Linked DNA regions of Oryctolagus cuniculus: region 2 is linked to region 1. Evidence: chromatin contacts called from public Hi-C data. All regions are on one chromosome and are shown on one strand. The core of a region is the stretch at or near the end of the contact, and the rest is flanking DNA. Distances in the headings are between cores, read along the strand shown.

Region 1 (4,720 bases), core at 929-3,428:
CTGCTTAAGGTTTGGGTTGGGGGGAATAGCAAAGATGTTGATTTCTTGGAATCCTTTCTCAGGTTCATAACGCAAAAATCGTCATTCCCTGTAGGCATTTAATTAAACCGAGTTGAAAGCATATGTGATTCCTCAGTTATGAATAAAATGCCAGTATTGGCTTTCTTTGAAAAGAAAGGGGCAGGATGCTCCAAAACCCAAAGTCCCATTCATTTACAACTAAGTCATAACTCTTCACGTTCTCATTCCAACATTCTAGGGTACCCGTGGCAGGGCATTGCTTTTCCTTACAGAAATTTTTTGTAGAGTCTGCCTCGATTATTTTTTCTTTGCTGACAGTGTCGGGGAAGTAAGATTGGAGTTTCTACTTTCTACAAGAAAGAATATTTAACAGTCTAATCCTTTCCCCAAAATGGCTGGGCTGTTGTTTTGTTGAATCACACTGTTGGCATCTTAATATCTAGAACCCCTGATTTACAGAATGTAAGTGACCTTGTACATTTGCTCACAGGGTATTACTGGTCCTCCTGGTCCCCCTGGTGCTGCCGGTAAAGAAGGGCTTCGTGGTCCTCGTGGTGACCAAGGTCCAGTTGGCCGAACTGGAGAAACAGGTGCATCTGGCCCCCCTGGCTTTCCTGGAGAGAAAGGTCCCTCTGGAGAGGCTGGTACTGCTGTAAGTGATTTCAAACTCTTTTTTTAAAAAAATTATTTTATTAAAACAACACCCCTACGCAAGTCTCCAAGTGATATTTATTTATTTATATTATTGAATATTTTTATTAAGTTAAAATAAACCCCCTACACAAATCTCCAGGTGGCATTTGCAGACTCTCAAGTGTAGCTCGGCTGAGCCAGATTTGTGCACACTGAGGTGCCGTGGCTGCAGCAGGTGCTCAGTTAGCCTGTGATAGGGACGGCAGTAAATGAGGAACTCAAGGTTTCATCCTCACGGCCTTCTAAGTGTGCTGCCGAGGGAGGGGCCGCCTGACTGGTACCAGGATTAGAGCAGAATGCCTTTGCCTACTGTGAATTCATCGATCCTAGTAAGGTACCCATTCATTAAGTAGGCATTTTCTGGTATTACGGCTACTCTGAAAGCTTCCTCTACTAGACTTTAGAGGCAAAGGGCAAAATTTGCTTCCTTACATAAACTCAGTAAAAACTCTATTCCACCATCCCCGCGTGGCTTCACTGATCTCAGCCACATATTTAAAATGTTACACCGTGGGTCTTGAGGAGGAGGAAGGTACAAATACATACAGATATCCACATGCTCGAATGTGAGCTCATTCCCATCGCGACGGAAAAGATACCCAAGAGCTCACTAGCCGACTCTACACCGAGGACAGCTAGTTCCCCCAGTGCGCAAGCCCAGCTGGGCTCTCACCTGGGGGTCCTACCTGGATTATACCGTGTTTTTCCTCTTGTTTAGGGACCTCCTGGCACCCCAGGTCCTCAGGGTCTTCTTGGTGCTCCTGGCATTCTGGGCCTTCCCGGCTCCAGAGGTGAACGTGGTCTCCCAGGTGTTGCTGGTGCTTTGGTGAGTGTTTGACGCCATTCTGATTCTCATTAGCATAATAAAAGGTTTTAAAAGCTGCCACTTCAAATGTGACAGATTGATCACTGAATGACTCCACTTAAGATTTCTTACTCCTGGCATTTTCTTTATACAGATCGCATGTCACTTATCTCAGATGCTTTAATAGCACCTTCCTTAGACACACACTCTAAAGACGCAGCTTAACACTATGCAGAATGATTTTGTTCTTTCTACACGCTTAAGAACGATATAAGCTCTAATTGCATTGACTGCTCTGCAATATGAAATGCTGGCATCATTTCTCCTGGAGGAAGAATGAAACTGGAAAGTTCTGAATCATTCCATTAAACCTTGTACGTGACAGCAGCCAGGACCCATCTCATTTCCATAAACTCTATCAACCTCATGAATTCGTTTCATGTGGAATGTTGGATGAAAACCATGCTTGCCTTGAGCAGAGCAACACTGCATTAACAATACCTAGCCGACCCTCTGTGTAGGGTGACACGAATGACACTGCTTACCATTTTCTGAACCATTCGTATTCACTTCACCTCTTCTCCTCACACTGCAATCTCCCGCCTCAGGTTGTTTTTGGAGGGTGAGGTTGGCATTCTGTCCAACTAGAGTAATCTTTTTATTTCCTCTGCTTTGTTAGGGTGAACCTGGTCCTCTTGGCATCGCAGGCCCTCCTGGGGCCCGTGGTCCCCCTGGTGCTGTGGGCAGTCCTGGAGTCAACGGTGCTCCTGGTGAAGCCGGTCGTGATGTGAGTCCAGCATTTTGTTTACATCGTAAAATTGAGCAGGGTTTATTGTATGTAATTTCGGGTGTTGGGCTGAGATTCTCTTGTTCCAAGAGTGTCTGTTTCCCCACAAGTACATGTCATGACCACTTCTGGCATTGAAAGATGATTTCAGTAGAAGAATGAACCTTTAACTAGTTTGGTGTTGGACCCAGATATTAAAAACACCTTTAAAATAAAATGTAAGCTAATAGGTTTTCGTCCCTGCTTTTTAACCGTCTGGAAAGGGGCTCACAATCGAGCACTGGGAGTGAAGAAGACAGAGTAGCCAAAACCCAAGGGCAAAGGGGCAGCAGTATCTCACCAAGGGCTTTAATCTGCGTGGTGTCGTCACAGGGCAACCCTGGGAGCGATGGTCCTCCAGGTCGCGATGGTCAGCCTGGACACAAGGTCAGTGCATTTCCTCGCCTTCCTGTGATTTAAAAGTCACTAAGTAGAGGCCAAAGTGATGCTAAATTTCATTTTGCCTGTGGTAGGGAGAACGTGGTTACCCTGGCAATGCTGGTCCTGTTGGTGCTGCAGGAGCACCTGGTCCTCAAGGCTCCGTGGGCCCCACTGGCAAACATGGAAACCGTGGTGAACCTGTAAGTTTTTAAAGTCAGCTCTTTAATGCTGCCTTCCTCCTGGGCTTCACCCGCTTCACCCTGACTTTCCCACACCTGGCGACAGTGGAGGTGTCAGAAGGGGGGGCTTGGTCTTGGCTGACGAGTTCTGTTTGTTTTTTTTTTTTTTTCTCCCACTTCACAGGGCCCTGCTGGTTCTATTGGTCCCGTCGGTGCTGCTGGTCCAAGAGGCCCTAGTGTACGTACATGGTGAAGGCTTCTTTACAAACTAACATGTTGGGAGGATCCATTCAAGAAAATAACTAAAACATAGCCCAGGCTTCATGTTTTCAAAAACTTGTATTCCTTGTTGAGAACTGATACAAATAACTTGATCTATTTTAAGCCTTGTCTGTTCACTTATTGTAAATAGTCATCAGGATCTAACTAACCTGGATCTAACAATCATCAGGATCTGCCCAACTAATGCAGAGCACTAGAAGAGATGGGAGCCTGTCTAGACCTTTGCATGTCTTCAGTTGCCTTTCTGAGTGGATTAAGCAGCATTTGTGGAGAAACGAATGCCACTCTTAAATTTCTTCACAGGGTCCACAAGGCATCCGGGGTGACAAGGGAGAGCCTGGTGACAAGGGGCCCAGAGGTCTTCCTGGCATAAAGGGACACAACGGATTGCAAGGTCTTCCCGGTCTCGCTGTAAGTAGAACGTGGCCAGCATACCTGCGTGCTACCCATAACGGCCCCCAGCCCTGAGCATCTTCATGTGTGCACTGTTATTGTTCTAACACGTCCCGCATCACAGCCATATCCCGTTCTCTGGCTAACTCCCTCTCTCGCGGAGATGAGGCTTTATCATTCCAGCGTGGAAAGGTGAGGGTTAAGGGAGATAGAACTACACTTACATTAAAATCCCCTGGCAGCACTGTCCTTCAACCCCACTGAAAATAAACATAATTAGGGGAATGACTAATACTGCACTGCTGAAATGGCTTGTGAAAAAAAATCATCGAATATAATAGACATAATGGGAGAAAAGAGCTCCACTTTACATTTTCAATTTTATCAATTTGGAGACCATTGGAACTAAAGTTTTCCACTCAATTTGAAAAAAAAAAAATCTGTTGACACGTGTTCTGAAAGTGTAATTTCCTGTTCTCTCCTTAAAGGGTCAACATGGTGATCAAGGTGCTCCCGGCGCTGTGGGTCCCGCTGGCCCCAGGGTAGGTGAAAGCAAGAGATGGCTCCTCTCTGAAATGAGGGCTACCCACGCATTGAGCCCCAGGCTCCTGGTGGGGGTTTCCTGTGGGGTTTTGATGGCTCAATAGATGTTCTTGGTGTCTTTCCTCCTTAGGGCCCTGCTGGTCCTACCGGCCCTGCTGGCAAAGACGGCCGCTCTGGACATCCCGGCACAGTTGGACCTGCTGGCCTTCGAGGTTCTCAGGGTAGCCAAGGTCCTGCTGTAAGTATCACTTGGGGAAATTATGAAGAGCTTCACTGACCTAAGGTCACACCAAGATGACTGTGATGCTACACCCAAGTAGCCACGCTAAAGTATATTTTCTAAACTGTATGACAGCTGTGTGCAGCTCATCCTTGCAGTTGTTCTGAGGGCAAGTCACTTATTCATATGAACTTGATCCATTCTTGCTTACTAGAACATGCTTTGTATGAAGTTCAACTGGAAACCTGCTACCGTTGAGGTCTCTCGCTGTGAGCAAATACAAAGCCTCCCTTCTCTCACTCTCACCATTGCAGGGCCCTCCCGGTCCCCCCGGCCCTCCTGGCCCTCCTGGCGCAAGCGGCGGTGGTTACGACTTC
Region 2 (5,078 bases), core at 1,777-4,276, 140 kb before region 1:
ATTTTTTTAGTTAACATTAAGAGTAGAAGCCACCAGAAGGGACACTGGTCTAACCCAGAGGGACTTTGTGGGAGAATCCAAGGCTGCAGAGCAACAAGGATCACCCGCTACTAAGTCACAGCTTTCCGTGGGAGGTGGTGCTGGCCAAATGATCCGAGAACTGGAGATCAGTCAACCATGCCAATCTGTGAACTGTCACCACTAAGGGGACTCCAGTCCCTGAGCATCAGTGTAAATCCCAAAGCTCAGTGTAAATCTCTTCTCCTTACTAACGAACATCAATAATTGACATAATTTCCCTGATGTCCAGAGAGCGTTGCCTATACCTCTATTGTGGTACTGAGTCTGGTTCCCAGTGTGATTATGCGGTTTATTGAGGGAAGTGACTCTATCTTATCATTTCTGTATCTTCAGTGCCTGAAATAGAATAGCAGTTTAATAAATGCCTGAATGTAGACGAAAATGTCAAAGAAAAACATGAGGAGATAGCATACTCTTTTTATTGAACATCAGGGAGCATCAGAAAAGGAATGTAAAAATATATGAAATCTCTTCTCCTTTTATGACCAGGAAAAAAGCCTATGAATAGAGTCAGACAATCCTAACCATTGCTGGAAGCGAGGCATGTTTACATCGCCTCCGCACTGCTGATAACTCTGGCCAATGTTATTCAAATTGTTTATTATTTGTCCAGATAATTCTCAATGCCATGTATCCCCCAGCAGTGTTAAGCAATTGCAGACCCGCAATACATACGTGAATTGCAGGAAGGCGCCGGCATTTTCTTTTGTAAAGACTCTACATACAGCACATGGGATTGTCATTGTAACTCATTTTATTAATGTCATTTTGAAGCAGATTGGCTTCAGGAACTGTTGTCTGGGTGCTTGGTGGCTATTTTCCATCCAGCTTACTGCACTGTAGTCTTCACAGAAGAACACTAGAGGGATCAAGCTTCGTAGTTTTCGGAGGCCTTTGTGTCAACCCAGCCAAGGACAATTATGGCTCTTCCCAGAAGAAGTAAAGAATAGCGTTGGCAATCGGGCGTTACCACCCAGAACCACAGAAAAAGCTGCAAATGCACCCAAAATGGCTTTCTCAGCCTTTATAAGCCCAGGCACCTACGTGGCATTTTCTAGGGCTGGAGGCAGCACTTTGGGAAATTACCTTTAGAAAACTGATTCGAGGTCTATCAGAGCTTAGAAAAGAGCCTGCAACCTGGGGAGGGGTTGAAGAAATAAATAAGCAGACTTGTTGTTTAATAAGGCTGCCAATTCTTTTTACTTCCAAGGGACAAAATCAAGTAAATGTCAAATTTTTCCCAGCTGGTAAGCACATTCAGATTTCAAGCTAAAATCCCCTGAAAGGACTAGGGCTGATGATGAGAAAGTAAAAAAAAAAAAAAAAAAAAAAAAAAAAGAATTCTTTCTTTTCGAAGTAGGATAGAGAAATAATTCAGCTTCTCCACTTTGCCTAAACCATGACCTTATACGAAGACATATATTTATGAAATGCTATCATTTTGGTGTTTATAAACAGAAAAGAAGTCATTAATCAAGCTGGTGATCCAAGTCTGTCAGAAATAACAAGGTAACTGAATCAGATAAAATTAATGAAGAAGAAAAAACAAGCGCTTGTCTATAATGTCAGACAACACTGCAGCTTTAATTTGTCGATTTCAGAAGGCCCTTCCTGGCTCCTGAGCTTATTTCATTGGTGAATTACCTCGCTTGCCAATCCTCTCATCTCCCTGGTCCCTGGAGTCTATCCTAATTAAAATAAAAATCATACTGCTCTAATAATTTGATCATGCCATTTCTCTTTTCAAAACCTTGCAGTAACTTTTAATTGCACTAAAACCTGGAATTGAATTTAAAATCGATACAGGGGCTCCACGTCCATGCCTCAGATGTTCCAAGGTCTCTGACCCAGCAGCTCCAGCCAGGGATGTCACTCCAGGCAGTCAATCTACTTGACTCCAATATCGTCCTGACGTGATTCTCCTGCTTCTTGACTCTACCTTTCTCTTGTCCAATAAACAAACACTCAGCCAGGACACAGCTGCAATGAACTATTTGTGTGGGCCATGAGGGGCTGCTGTCGATAGGATCTGATGTGCAATACATCTTGAATTGTTGCTTCTGAAATCATGACGTCCACGCTTTTTGGCTCCTAGGTAAGTCCACGGCAGGAAGGGCACCATGTAAATGGCCAACAGTTTCACTGTGGAAGATCTGAGGGCAAGGTCAGAGCCTTGCCTTATCAGCCAAGAGCGATCACACAGATGCAAAAATGTCAGGGAAGGCAGTGCAGCCCCCTTCAGCCATGCCCTGCACCCCTCAGCCCTGCATTGGTCCTTCCCTCCCCGGGGAAAAAAAAAAAAGAACTCTGGCTTTCATCTGTGGTGGAACTTTCCAGCAACGTCTTTCCATAAAGGAATGGGTCTTGTTTCAAAGCCAAGGGCTCTGCCTCCAACAGTTACAGCTAGAGAAAGGAGGAGTTTTTTTTTTTTCTTTTCTTTCTTTTTTTTTTTTATACTTTTAGACAACGTGGAAGTGTCTGGAATGGTGCCTTTAGTCTCAGCCATCCTAGGAATTACTCAGTGTTTCAGGGCCCAGAGCCAGTAACCACCTCCCGGCCCGCCTCTGCCACGTTAGCTCTGAAAGTAAGGTGGGTGAGCTGTGGGCTCAGAAAAGCCAGAGCAGTAGGATATCCCTTGGCTGCCTCCACAGGCTCCACAGTAATTCTCACAGGGCAAAAACCACCCCACCCTCTAAAATCCCACCACCACCATCCCTCTTACAGAGTTAGAAAGCAGGAGTATTTCAGACTTCATATGGCTCTTCAAAGTTTAAGGAACCAGGACTCTGGGAAACAGGGCTGCAGCCCACCACTCAGGCACCCCAACACAAGGCTGCTCCAAGCTGATGTGCTTCTTTGTCTAATTTCTTGGGGAAGACTTCAGAGGGGCAGCTTTTATAAATTTCCTCTGGAGATGAGGCCCTTCTTCAATTATCCCACCTTAGATGGGCCACCTTGTGCAAACTCCCTTTAGGTACTGTATGGAGGAGGTGCAGCTGATCTAGTCTTTCAGAATAAAGTAAGTCTTCACACACCTAAATGATTCACTTTTCTTTTTAATTCTGGGGGTGGCGTGCTTGTCCCCAGCTCTGGTGTTTAGCCACAGCCTCTGCAGGTATCAGGGGGTTAGAGGCCCCTTAGCACCATTGACTCCTCAACCTGCGACCAAGGGACTTTGAACCCGATGCTTATTACTGAGTGAATGTCTAAAAAAAATCAGCATAAAGGAAAAGGTGAGGTTCTTGTGGACTGTCTGGGTTCTTCCAGAAAAATGGGTCTCTGGTTCCAGACAATCTGGTGATCTGACTGGCTGCTTTGCTCCAACCTGCCTTGCTGCAGAGTTGCTCACTAATCAGGAGTCTGCACGCCCTTCCTGCCCACGCTCATACTCACTCTACCCACCGTGAAGGGAGTCAGGTTTGGAGCCATGCTGGGCTCCAGTACTCGTGAATTGCACATGTTATTCAAGAGTATGGAGTCAGGAAGTTCACCTGTAAAACGGGGTAGGGGGACAAATGTTCAGAACAGCAGTCAAGACACTGCTTGGGATGCCCACATCCCACATGGCAATGCCTAGGTTACAGCCCTGGCTCTGCTTCCAATCCTAGCTTCCTACTAATGCCCACCTGGGAGGCAGCAGGTAGGTGGTAACTCAAGAAGTTGTGTCCCTGCTTCCCATGTGGGAGACTCAGATTGAATTCCTGGTTCTTGGCTTCTACCTGGCTCATCCCTGGATGTAGTGAGCATTTGGGGAGTGAACTAGTGAATGGAAGATCTATCTGTGTCTGTCTCTCTTTCAGGAAATAAATAAATACATTTTCAAAACAAAACTATGAAATGGAGTAGTCCTGATATCTTTGCTCTGTATCTTTTGTGTATAGAAAATGTGCCCGAGACAATAAGTATCAGTTCAATCATTGACTCTCATCAGGACCTACTTCGTTCCCTTTCTCACCTCTGCTAATAACTAGCAAGCAATAAGGAACTTGCAGCAGACCCTCTGAGCAGTCTTGGCCACATCTTCTTCATCTGTAAAGCAAGGTCTTCAGTTCTCTTAGACACTCCTTCTTGGCTAGGAGAGAATTGCAACTTCTAGTTCTTCTCTCTGCTGAGCTTTCATCATTGGGGCACCAACACATGTCAAAAAGACATCCCAGTGATCCAGAATGGAGGCGTCCAAGCCAAACTGCTGGGCTGTGCACTGACACCTCCCACTAGCTGGCTCTGGGTTTGGGGCAAGCTTCTTAACCTTACTTAGCCTGCCACCATATCCCAAAATGGAGAAAAAAATAAGATTTTCTCAAGAAGCAGTTGGAATCAATAGTTGACTGAATTCACATAAGGATTCAAAAAGTGTCATAAACAGTAGACAACAATGTTCACTATATGACTACCTTTCATCCCTGTATTTTGCATTTATTAATTGTAATTTCCACTGGCACTGTTAAACAGCATTCCAGTTCTTAATTCAAATGTTTCTCTTTTTAATCAATACTAGTCTAAATTCTACCTACAGTAATCTAATGGGGCATCAAATTTAAGTAAAATTAAAAAATAAAAACTTGGATGTAATGCCTGGAATGTCAGGAATATTGCTAGGGGCAGGCATTTGGTGCAATGGTAAAGTTGCCACTTAGGACGCCCATATCCCCTGTTAGAGTGCCTGGTTCACGTCCTGGATCTGCTTCTGATTCTAGCTTCCTGCTAATGCACACCCTGAGAGGCAGGAGTATTTGGCTTCTGCTACTTATATGGGAGACCCAGACTGAGTTTTTAGCTCTTTGCTTCAGCCTGGCCCAGTCCTAGTTATTGGGGACACTTGGGGAGTTAATCAAACAGAAGATGAAAGATTCTCTCTCTCTCTCTCTCTCCCTCTATCTCTCTCTCTATCTCTCCCCCCTACCCTCTCTCTTCTCCTGCCTCTCTCCCTCCCTCCCCCATTTTCAAATAAATAAATAAATTTTAAAAGAATATTATGAATAGCACCTTCTAAAAAC

The links. A called contact is a pair of places that touch in the nucleus more often than the background predicts.
Region 2: a contact with region 1 is called in a Hi-C map of skin fibroblasts, with 4 times the contacts expected there. The contact joins two enhancer-like sites. A contact is called at or near these places in 4 of 6 Hi-C or Micro-C datasets (ear pinna, psoas muscle, skin fibroblasts and 1 more).

Annotation. Positions count from the first base shown.
Region 1 is chr16:41,511,144-41,515,863 of mOryCun1.1, reverse strand. It overlaps COL1A2 (collagen type I alpha 2 chain), which reads left to right. Exons shown (of 52, transcript NM_001195668.1): 40 at 512-673; 41 at 1,433-1,540; 42 at 2,199-2,306; 43 at 2,679-2,732; 44 at 2,819-2,926; 45 at 3,090-3,143; 46 at 3,491-3,598; 47 at 4,069-4,122; 48 at 4,254-4,361; 49 at 4,658-4,720. Among named protein-coding and RNA genes, the nearest start is that of COL1A2, 30 kb to the left of the region's middle. Within about 2 kb of position 2,178, at least 2 of the 8 cell types and tissues checked have an H3K27ac peak or open chromatin away from gene starts, as enhancers often do. A contact at or near this core is called in ear pinna, where this site is marked.
Region 2 is chr16:41,650,464-41,655,541 of mOryCun1.1, reverse strand. No RefSeq gene overlaps it. Among named protein-coding and RNA genes, the nearest start is that of COL1A2, 110 kb to the right of the region's middle. Within about 2 kb of position 3,026, at least 2 of the 8 cell types and tissues checked have an H3K27ac peak or open chromatin away from gene starts, as enhancers often do. A contact at or near this core is called in ear pinna, where this site is marked.